Linked DNA regions of Sus scrofa: region 1 is linked to region 2. Evidence: chromatin contacts called from public HiChIP or PLAC-seq data. All regions are on one chromosome and are shown on one strand. Each heading gives the region's core, a stretch centred on a gene start, on an enhancer-like site or on the middle of the called end of the contact. The rest is flanking DNA. Distances are from core to core; before and after follow the strand shown.

Region 1 (5,334 bases), core at 2,616-5,115, 310 kb after region 2:
CTGTTTCAGGAGGTCCGGGTTTTAGCTAGGCTGCCCATCCATTTTGCCTCATATCTTCACACCTCTCCCTCCCTGCTGGTCCTCTTTCAGCCCCATCCACAGCATCTGGAAGTTCCCGGGCTAGGCACTAAGTCTGAGCCACAGCTGCGACCACTGGGCTGAGGATCAAATCCGTACCGACGCAGTGACCCAAGTAGCAGCACTTAGGTTCTTAACTCACTATATCACAGTGGGAACTCTACATCTCACTCTCTTTAAAGTCTCTTTCTCATCCCACTTCTTTGACTCTTTGGAGCATTTGTATCTTTTCATTTCTCTGGCTTGCGTCTTCACTTGTTACATCAAAATGCTCCTGGAAGTGCATTTTCTCCTTTATCTGCTTCTGCAAACTTGACTAGGGTTATAGTTTATACGTATTTTCAGAGCTATTGTTTAGTTTAGCACATTGGAACCCCAGCCTTGAGATGGGCGCCATAATGTTATGGTGTTGGAATTAGAGGATATTTGTTAAAGTACCTGGTTCAGTGCCTGATCCATAGAAGACCTTCTAGAAAAGTGAATTCATTTGTTCGTGGATTCCTTTATTCGTTCACTGTATATGGAGGGCTTCAGGCGCCAAACAACTACATGATAATCATACTGTGACTCATGCTAGATGGCTGGGGATTGAGATATGAGAGACCCCATATTTGCTAAAATACTTCAAGAGATGGGGAAACACCACCCTTCGAGTACTTTGTACATTTAAAGCACTGCACTAGGAATTTCATACACAACTAACAAACAACCTAGAAGTGAGGGATTATTCCCCCTCATGTTAGTTTTGACGCAGATTATCGATACGTGGGTTTGAAGGTCATACCTCCAGAACTGTTCTGGTCTCGACGTGAGATATTTCAGTAAAGCATAAAGGTGATGCCCCATATGGTGCAGACTCATGGACTCTTGATATAAATGGACTTTGCTTAGTTTCCATGCATCACTCAGGTCCTAGATTAAAGTTGCTTTGTTAGGGGGGCTTTCCCTGACTCACCCCAAGATAAATGAGGGCTCCTTGTACTTTCTCTTACCTTCTGAACGTTTCCGGTTACTGCTCACTACAATCTGTACGTATGGGTTCACTGTGGGATTATCCTTTCTTGTCTGGCTCCCTTAGGAGACACTGTAAGGTCCAAGAAGGTAGGGACCCCATTCATGGTGTTCAAGACCCCGCACCCGATCTGTAGCACAGTGCTTGGCCCATAGCGAGTGTTCAGTAACCTTTGTTGAGTGATTATTGATGTCACAATAACATGGGTTACAAAAATGCAGGCTCTCTATACAGGGTTCATTTTCCACCTTGGAATCAGCCACCTAACTTGAAGCATCTTTCCTTTGTGCGTGACTTCTATGCAGCATATGATTGGACTATTTGGGGGTTCCACTGGCTGGTCGTGAAGAAGGGGACAGAAACAGGTGACCCCTTTTACCTGCAGGACCAAAGCTGATGGGAATGGGAGAAGAAAGGCTGAGCTAGAAAAAGTCAATTATCAGACAAGTCTGGGAGGTGGGGAAAGCTGGACATGGGAAGAGAGTGACCTTGGTGTCTTCCTGTCCTTACTTCCCGTCTCCCCAGGAAGTGTCAGTCAGGGGTTTTCAGGAAAGGGTGTTGTCATGGTAACCTGAATTGGCTCTTCCCCTCTTGCCCTCATGTGCCCTGGCTGTCCCCATGCTGGGTGGAAGAGGGCGGTCACTCTGAGGTTTCAGAGGCATCCCGGAAAATCCAGAGCAGACAAGGTCTGCGACGACAGCACCAACTGCAGCACGTGGCAAGGATTCCAGCCCAGGATGCCGGGGCGGCCTGTTCTTGAACTAATTGAAATGTAATCCGCTAGAGCCATTTTCTTGATAACTTGGGAACCCTCTCTTGGCTTCTGCAAGCTCCAAAGAGCCTCTAACATACAGTATGCTATATTTTTGCACTTTTCTCTCTGTGTATTGGATTTCAGACCCAAAAAAGTCTTTTTGAAAGAGGGACTCTAGCGAGAGTCACTGTATAATTTATCCTCCGAACTGGGACGCTTTGGAGAGCACAAAGAAGCGCTATTAATAATTATACCGGGACAGCAGATATCGCTGGGGCCATTCCGGGCAAAATGGGAGGTGCAGTCAAGAAAACTCCAGGATCATGAACAAATTAAATGCATCCACAGGGCTGAAAATCCCGGCAGTCAGGGCGGCGTCTGCGTCACCCCAGGCCTGGGAAAGTGCGTGGTATACAGTAGGTGTTCAAACAGTAACTGAATGAGTAAATCCAACTGGGTTTTGGAATAAGTCCTGGGTGTGCTTTCTGAACAGAAATCGATACGGGGTCCCCTGACTTAGGCCAAACAGACCCAGCCGGATGTTGCAAGGGTGATCTGTGTCCTCCCCAAAGTGGGCAGGTTCAAGGCTTAAGCAGAGGTGCCTGCCGTGTTTACTCATTCCCAACCCGGAGCAGTTAACTGCCTTCTGCTGACACACCCTGAAGAGAAAGACGAAGCTGTTCTCGACATTTGCGCAGGCACCGTCGCCGACTTATTTTGCTACCACGCCGGCCTGGGTTCCAGTGGAGTTTTACAACATATATGCACACGGGGCTCCATACTTGGGGGCTGCTCTGTAGAAAGGGGCTCCTCGGGAGTCCCTGCTGGGTCCACCAGAGATGCTGGCTGCAGCCTGGGGCCTGCCTAGACGCAGCTTGGCCCCTCTGGTTCCCACCCCTCCTCCACCAGCCTGCCCAGTGCACCAGGAAGAGTGCAGTGGTCCATTGACCTCTGGGGAGCCAAAGGGCGTGGTCAGCTTTTTTTCGAGGTTATGGACGGTCTGAGTGACACCAGAGCCCACGCCTCCAACGGCAAGGCCAGCGGCCCTGGAGACGAGGGGCGAGGCCTGGCCGAGCCTCCTCGTCCACTTTTAGCCCTGCCCTGGAACTGACCAGAAGCCATGCCCTCCTCCCTCGGCCTGCCGGGAGCGCTGCCTCTTCTTCCCATGTCTTGGGAGCGAGATCCGTCTCCTCTGACAAACGCGAGATTCCAGGCCGAACTTTCCCATGCCACCGTCCCTCAAAATAGCCCGAGCGGAGCTGTATTTATAGCCGTGTGAGACTCTAATGGACCAATTTGTTTGAATTTCCACTGCTTTTGTGTTGAACATACCCCTCACCCGTGGACCGTCTCTTTAGGCCTTTATTGATGGGGTGTGTGAGGGTAGCGCGGGGGCCGTGACCAAGATGGGAGCTTTTGAGAGCGCGGGGGCTGTTTTGCATATTTACTGTTCTTTCAAGCCGCTTTTTTTGAGAGAGAGAGAAAGAGACAGAGAAAGAGGTTTCTGTAAGTAGCCCGGACAATGAGAACAAGCCCGGCTGTATGCCAAGCACGGGATGCCGGCCAAAACACATATCATTAGCTTGGACCAGCTATAAGCAAGGAAATGAGAAACATATGTTGGAGAGCAAGGTTAGGAGTGAGAGACTATGGGTCAGTGACAGTCACCCTAAAACTTTTCCCCTTGTTCTTCAGCTGTGGCCTGGCCGTGTCAAATGTCATTGCGACTGCCTTGATTTCTCATGGTGGGGCTGCCTGTGTTTGGTTTGGTTTGGTTTGGTTTTTTTTTTTTTTTTTTTCTTTCTTCCTCCCCCTGCCTGTTTCCTGATGGGAGTTTTTTTTTTGGGGGGGGGTGGGGAGGGGAAGAGGGGATGGGCGGGGAAAGGTTTGTGCGAGATAGTTTTTCCCAGTTCTGGGAAAACTCGCAACCTTGCTTCCCGGGATGCTCTCGGAAATGCCTCACTTTCTCTGAAGTTACAGTGTCTCTTGGGTTGGGATTTGGACTCGGTTTGGTGAGGGAAGGCAGAGGGGAAGGTTTTGCAAGCCTTTCTTGCTGTTTCGTTCTGAAATATAATTAGACGCGCCTCATTACCTCACACTGAAGGACTTTTGTACTTTTTCCGAGCTGCGTTTCCCGAGCTCCTTGACGGGCCGCGGGCTGCTGTATCCACTGGTGTTTTATCATATTAGCAGTTATTTTTTTTCCCCAACACGTCTGTCCTCTTGTCTTGTGCTCCCTGAGCTTTCCGGGCTTGATTTGCGGGTCTGAAGGCCAGGCCCAGGGACTCTGCTGGGGCCCGGTGCTGGGGGACAGGCCCGTATTCCTTTGGTCCTTGCCGGCTGCCCTCTCCTCCACCACATGAGTTTTCGTTAAAGTGTTCCCCGGACAGTTTGCTAACAAGGCTGTGCTCTCTTCCATCCCAGGGTCAAGACCCCTGTTCCCTATAAAACCCAGATGACGAACTGCATTGAGGGAAGCTCAGAGGCGGTCCCCGGAGGACCCACTATGGCTACTGTTCTGCAGCCGGAGATGCTTCCAGGCGGCCTCCCGGGAACCTCCCCAGGCTCCGACACCCAGGTTTGGCTACAGTCAGAAAAGAGCCGGGGGTGCACCCAGCCATTCCCGTTAAGGAACCGTCCTGCCGGGGGCTGCGTGGGGCTGGTACAAGCCTGGGTGGCGGAGAGCTACGGGGGAAAGGCCTTCCCAGAAAGCCTCTGGGCAGCTCTTTTTCAGATTTGGGGAATGGTGTTTGGGGTGGAAACCATTTCAAATAATTAAAACATTTGGTCCCTGTTTATCCTCTGCTTCCTTCTTCAGGCCTTGTTCTGAAAATAAACTTTGCTTGGAGTTTCCGGGCTCCTAAAATTCCCGAGTGTGTCAGTGTCCTGAGAGCCTTGGGCAGAGCTAATGATTGGCTTGAGGTTAGCTGGGCCTCTTTCCCCAGGTGAACTGTCTTCACGTTTTCCTCTTCAGTTTTTTTTTTTTTTCCCTCTTTTTCTGGGTAGCAGGTCTCTCTCCTGGGCCTGGAGACAAGCCTCCCTTGTTAACTGTTCCTAAGCGCTCAGTGGATCAGGAGGGGTGCGTGTAAGAGTGTGTGTGTGTGTGTGTGTGTGTGTGTGTGTGTGTGTGTGTGTCCATTTGACAAAAAAACAAGAGAGGAAAGAGAACAGCCAAACCACAGCATGTAGGCCGTGGGTATTTAAGTCTTCCATGGACAGTGAGGCAGGATCCTGGGGCCTGAAAATCTTCCACGTTGCAAGAGTCTGTTTCTCGGCTCTGTCCCCTTCCCTCTCTGTTGTGGCAGAGGGCAGCCGGAATGAGGTTTGCATCCATGTGTTCTCTTTCTGTGTCCTTACTGTTTGGCTGCCTGTCAAATCGCAACACAGTCAAAAACCTGCCTCGACTCCATCATATCCCACCATCTCGTTACCTCCCTTCTGGCTCTGCCACGCCTGCTCTTGCCTGGAACCCGAGAGGCCTTCTCGATGG
Region 2 (4,752 bases), core at 722-3,221:
CCTTCCTGGGTGGAGACACAGAGGCCCCGCCGCGCACGTCTGCCGCCCAAGGCCGGCACGAGATCAAGAGGTCAGAGCCATGGGACCAGGGATGATGGGATTCGGGGTTATGTTCAATGTCGCCCTAGTTCCCTCTAGCCCCGGCTCTACTTTGCAACATTTCCAGGTGTAGTGCCCCCCGATCCACCAGAAAATGGCTTCGAAATTTCATCTCACACAGGAAGTAAAAGGAGTTCAAAGTAAATTGACCTCAGAGGGTTTACAAAACATCTGAGGAAGAAAGTATCTATTAGGAGCCAGATTTTCCTACCTCTTCCCCCAAAGCCAGTAGAAGTCCCAGAACTGGAAAACTGAACTAGGGGTCAGAGAACACGTCTTCATGACCACCGAGAGGGGAGGTAGGAGGCAGCTGTGGGGAACCCGGACGAGAGAAGATGCTGCCTATCATTCTTCTGCCCCACCAAGAGGCTCCTACACCGAACGTCTAGGTCTCCTCCTGCCTCAGTGTACAGGAAAGTTACCATTGAGTCTCCCCATGCCCACCCTTAGTTCGAACGGAGAAAGATCAGGCAGCTTTGGTCTGAGGTCCATCGGCTATACAGCACCACGTGAACACTCCGTATCCTTTAGGGGAGAAAAATACCCATAGAAAGTGCTAGTTGAGCAGTAACAAGCAAGTTACCCCATCTTAATTATGTCCAGGTAGGATGTTCAATGCACATGTTTAGGCTTTTGATAAACCTGTTCCACACTCTATTATAAAATCCATCCTCGAATGCGGATACTAGCATTCAATCAGTATTATTAAACTGGGTCTACCCCAAGCAGCTAGGTCTCTTAAAATATACTCATTTGCCCTAACACATCCTATGATACAAAATACCTCTAAGTACCCATACACTAACCAAACGCGATTATGCAAAGCGATGGCTCACGGGCCCTCCTCTCCGGCACACACACATAACATCAGCACCTTAGACGGAGGCAGTCTGACGCCTGCAAAACAGGGAATACGCTGATGTGATGGACAGTGTCTGGAGGTGCTGCTCTGCAGAGCAGGGAGGAGTTACCCACGGGGGCGGGGCATCTCCAAGGCCAGTGTCTCTCTGCCGTGTGTTACACGGGCTGCAGCCATTCAAGCCAAGCGTTAAGAACTCGTGGTCACTCTGGCACTGACCCCACTTCTTTGAACCTTTCCAAACCAATCTATTCAGAAGACAGAGCCTGAGGAATAAGCTCATCATTCATGCAAGGCGCAAGGAACCCGCATGGCACTCTGTGACACTCCTGGAGCCCATATTCTACGAGCCTACGTGGGTCTTGGCTTTCTTCTGCCCTGGCCCCGCTACACGCAGAAAAGTGAAGGCAGCTGAGCTCCAGTGCGAGGGGAGACGACAGGGGTAAACTTAGGAACTTCTTTTACTTCTCTCCTTCTTCCCCTCCCTTGCCATTTTCTTTAAGGATTTTAAAATCAGGAGCTCCACTGTGGTGCAGTGGAAACAAATCCGACAAGGAACCATGAGGTTGCAGGTTCGATCCCTGGCCTCACTCAGTGGGTTAAGGATCCAGCGCTGCCATGAGCTGTGGTGTAGGTCGCAGATGCGGCTCGGATCAGGCGTTGCTGTGGCTGTGGTGTAGGCCAGCGGCTGGAGCTCAGATTCGACCCTAGCCTGCCTTGGACCCTCCATATAACGCGGGTGCGGCCCTACAAAGCAAGATAGAAAAATGAAAAATTGAGTCGTCTTCTTTTTCAGTTTTTAGATTTAATATTATCATTTCTAATATATTAGACGCCAAAAAGGTGTTGTGTGCTTGGTGGAATGAGGAACAACTGAGAAACGCCTGGACAAGCCAGCTTCGCTTACATGCAGATCCTCACCCTGCGAGAACACCAGGTCCCATTCAGCCCAGGAGGTGCTTCCCTGCAGTTTCAAGTGTGACCTACAGGTGTCGCCCTCTGCATGGCGAGGCCTGGAAGGGCAGCTCGCCACAGGAGGCAGACAGCGTCTGGGCCGCCTAACCTGAGCATGTGGAAATAATATACGTCTTCAAGTGAACTGTCTGGTCCTGGGGAAATAAAATAGGACATTCATAAGCAGTTACACCATCTGTCTTTATACCATCATCATCAACAGCAAGAGGAAAAATAGCTCTTTAAAATGGATGAAAGCCCAGGCTGACAGTAACCAGAAAACTGTGAGCTCTGAATACCAATAAAGGTAGAGAAATGATTTAAAAACAGAGATATAAACTATGAATTCGTCTGGACAGCTCGGGCCCACAATGCTTTGCAGGCAGGGGATGTTCTACTGGTCCCCCAAGCCTCACAGCCACCTCACTAAGACCCAGGCCTAGGCACCTGCAGACAGGACCTGGGGCTCCCTGTCCTAGAAACACGTGGGGACCGGGAGCAGGATGGCATCCAGCCCTGCAACAGCTGCGCCCATGCTCTGAGCTCCTGGGGCTGGTATGTAGCCCAGGCTCCATTTAGGGATGTTCATTTGATACCCACATGCCCAGAGAGTGCCACACAGGGAAGGTTTTTCTCCCCACAGATCACAGAATGCATTTCCCCCCAGTGAAGTCAGTGGCAACTGGCTGGGGTCATCAGAGAAGTCAATTTTTTTTCCTCTATAGTATCAGCTACTGACAGATGGTGGGAACATGCAAAAACCTGATGGATGTGGATCCAGGTTTATGTGGAAAATCCTCTTCCTCAGAAGACAAAGTCACTTTCCTTCCCCAATACATACAACAGCCCCCGTGCTATTCTGCAGGCCAAGAAACACAATTCAAAACCATCTTCTCCCCAAAGAGCTGAACCCAGTATCAGAACCCAACCAGAACCCACCAGGAAGGCCTTCTCAGGGGCACAGCCAGGGCCTGGGTCAGCAAGTTCACCTCTGCTCTCTACGCCCTGTTCTTGGCAGGAAGCAGGGAGGCCCAGTGCATCTCACAAGAAGGTCTGTCCTTCAGAAGACTCCAGAGGGGGGTGCCTCTAACCTCCCCTCGAGGCCGCCGCAGACGCCTACTTCGTGGATACACCCTACAGTAGCCCTGAAACTAGGGCACTGCTCCTACTTGGATGTACTTCCACATTAAAGGGTTAGGGAAATAGAAGCAAATCTTGAATAGGTGTGAGGTCTTCCTGGTGTCCCTTCTGCCCTCAATTTCCATGTAAAACACAGGCTGAAGGCCTTTAAAAAAATCTATTTCCATCACCCTCTCTTTCTGACAACCGCTTCTCCTGACAGCACTCACTGGCGCCCACTCCCGTCTCCTGGGTAAGGGCAGAGCCCTCAGGTGTAAGAACTTCAGCAGGCACTCCGTCTAAAAGGGAAGGGCTCCTGGGGCAGCTTAGGTCTTGGAGTGATGATACCACGGCTCCAGAAGATTTCTCCTCAGTTAAGGCAGTTTTATGTCCCACAAATGCCAAATGTTCTCTCTTTTTTTTCTTTCTTTTTTTTTTTTTAGGTCTTGTGTCCTTTTAGGGCTGCACCCGCGACATATGAAGGTTCCCAGGCTAGGGATTCAATCAGAGCTGTTGCCACTGGCCACAGCCACAGCCACAGCAATGCCAGATCCGAGCCACGTCGGCGACCTACACCACAGCTCACGGCAACACCAGATCCTTAAGCTATGGAACAAGGCCAGGGATCGAACCTGCAACCTCATGGTTCCTAGTCGGATTTGTTTCTGCTGCGCCACGACGGGAACTCCCTAAATGTTCTCTTAACACACCTTCTACTCATGGCGGTGAAGGGGATTGCGTGGTTTGCCCATGTGTGGTGAAGGAGGACCATGGGCCAACTGGCACCCCCTGATGGATGTCGATCCACTGGGGGGCGGTGGGGGCGGTGTCTGCAACAATTTCACTGACCACCTGGAAATTGGTTTGTGGAAAGAGCACGAGGCAGAAGCAAAAACAAAGGTGGCATCGGCACGAGGTTGTCACTCGCCACCACTGCGCCCACTCTCTGACCGAGTCATCCAAGAAAATGGGCCAGCTGCTAAAAAAGGATACTGTGCAGCCAATAACGAGGGCCGAGGGCTGCATCCATGGCGTGTATTTTACAAATCACAGACCTGACGGAACGAGAGTCTATCACTGGCTGAGGCTAGTCCGAACCGCTCCTAACTCCGGACAGGATGATGCAGACTCAGTCAAACCGCCTCCCAAACCTGGCAAGACTCCTGCTGGGCCTTGGTGATAGAAATCTGGACATTCTCCTACGAACCCGAACCGGGTGTCGTGCACGCAAGGCTCAGGCGATCATGTGACTTAAATAATACACTAATCTGGGATCCCTGAAGAATGAAATTGTTCTTTCCTTTTTCTTTGGGGGGAGCAGCGTTTGAGGGCGGGGAGTGAACTAAAGTGCGTCTGCCTGTCGGCAGGCTCAAGAGCCGAGAAACATTAGCTGTCATGAACCACAATCAAATCAGGTTTGAAATATTTAGCAGTGGCTTGGAAAATGCGGCGGTGCAGCTCTGACAGGCGAGATGTGCACAGACACCCACTTTCCATTATAATGGAAATATCAGGCCCGTTCTGAATATGTATAACCCAGAAAAATGTATTGATTTTTCATTCGGCATTAAAAAAAATGAAATAGCCTGCAGCTGTCAAAAGCCTTTTGTTAAAAGCTCATCTTTCCTGGAATGAGGTTTACCAGAAACAAGTTTTAATTGTGTATCGGACCTCTTCTTTGAAAAACAAAATAACCAATCTGCTCACTTTGAAGATAGGGT

Evidence for each region. HiChIP or PLAC-seq counts read pairs in DNA pulled down with a chosen protein or histone mark.
Region 1: an H3K27ac HiChIP or PLAC-seq map of skeletal muscle shows a contact between it and region 2, with 9 times the contacts expected there. The contact joins two enhancer-like sites. A contact is called at or near these places in 3 of 47 Hi-C or Micro-C datasets (epiblast stem cells, liver and omental adipose tissue) and 2 of 2 datasets of contacts at active chromatin or transcription factors (alveolar macrophages and skeletal muscle).

Annotation. Positions count from the first base shown.
Region 1 is chr6:16,047,111-16,052,444 of Sscrofa11.1, forward strand. No RefSeq gene overlaps it. Among named protein-coding and RNA genes, the nearest start is that of ZFHX3, 110 kb to the left of the region's middle. Within about 2 kb of position 3,866, at least 33 of the 83 cell types and tissues checked have an H3K27ac peak or open chromatin away from gene starts, as enhancers often do. A contact at or near this core is called in omental adipose tissue and skeletal muscle, where this site is marked.
Region 2 is chr6:15,742,205-15,746,956 of Sscrofa11.1, forward strand. All of the region lies in intron 4 of ZFHX3 (zinc finger homeobox protein 3), which reads right to left. Among named protein-coding and RNA genes, the nearest start is that of ZFHX3, 200 kb to the right of the region's middle. Within about 2 kb of position 1,972, at least 7 of the 83 cell types and tissues checked have an H3K27ac peak or open chromatin away from gene starts, as enhancers often do. A contact at or near this core is called in omental adipose tissue and skeletal muscle, where this site is marked.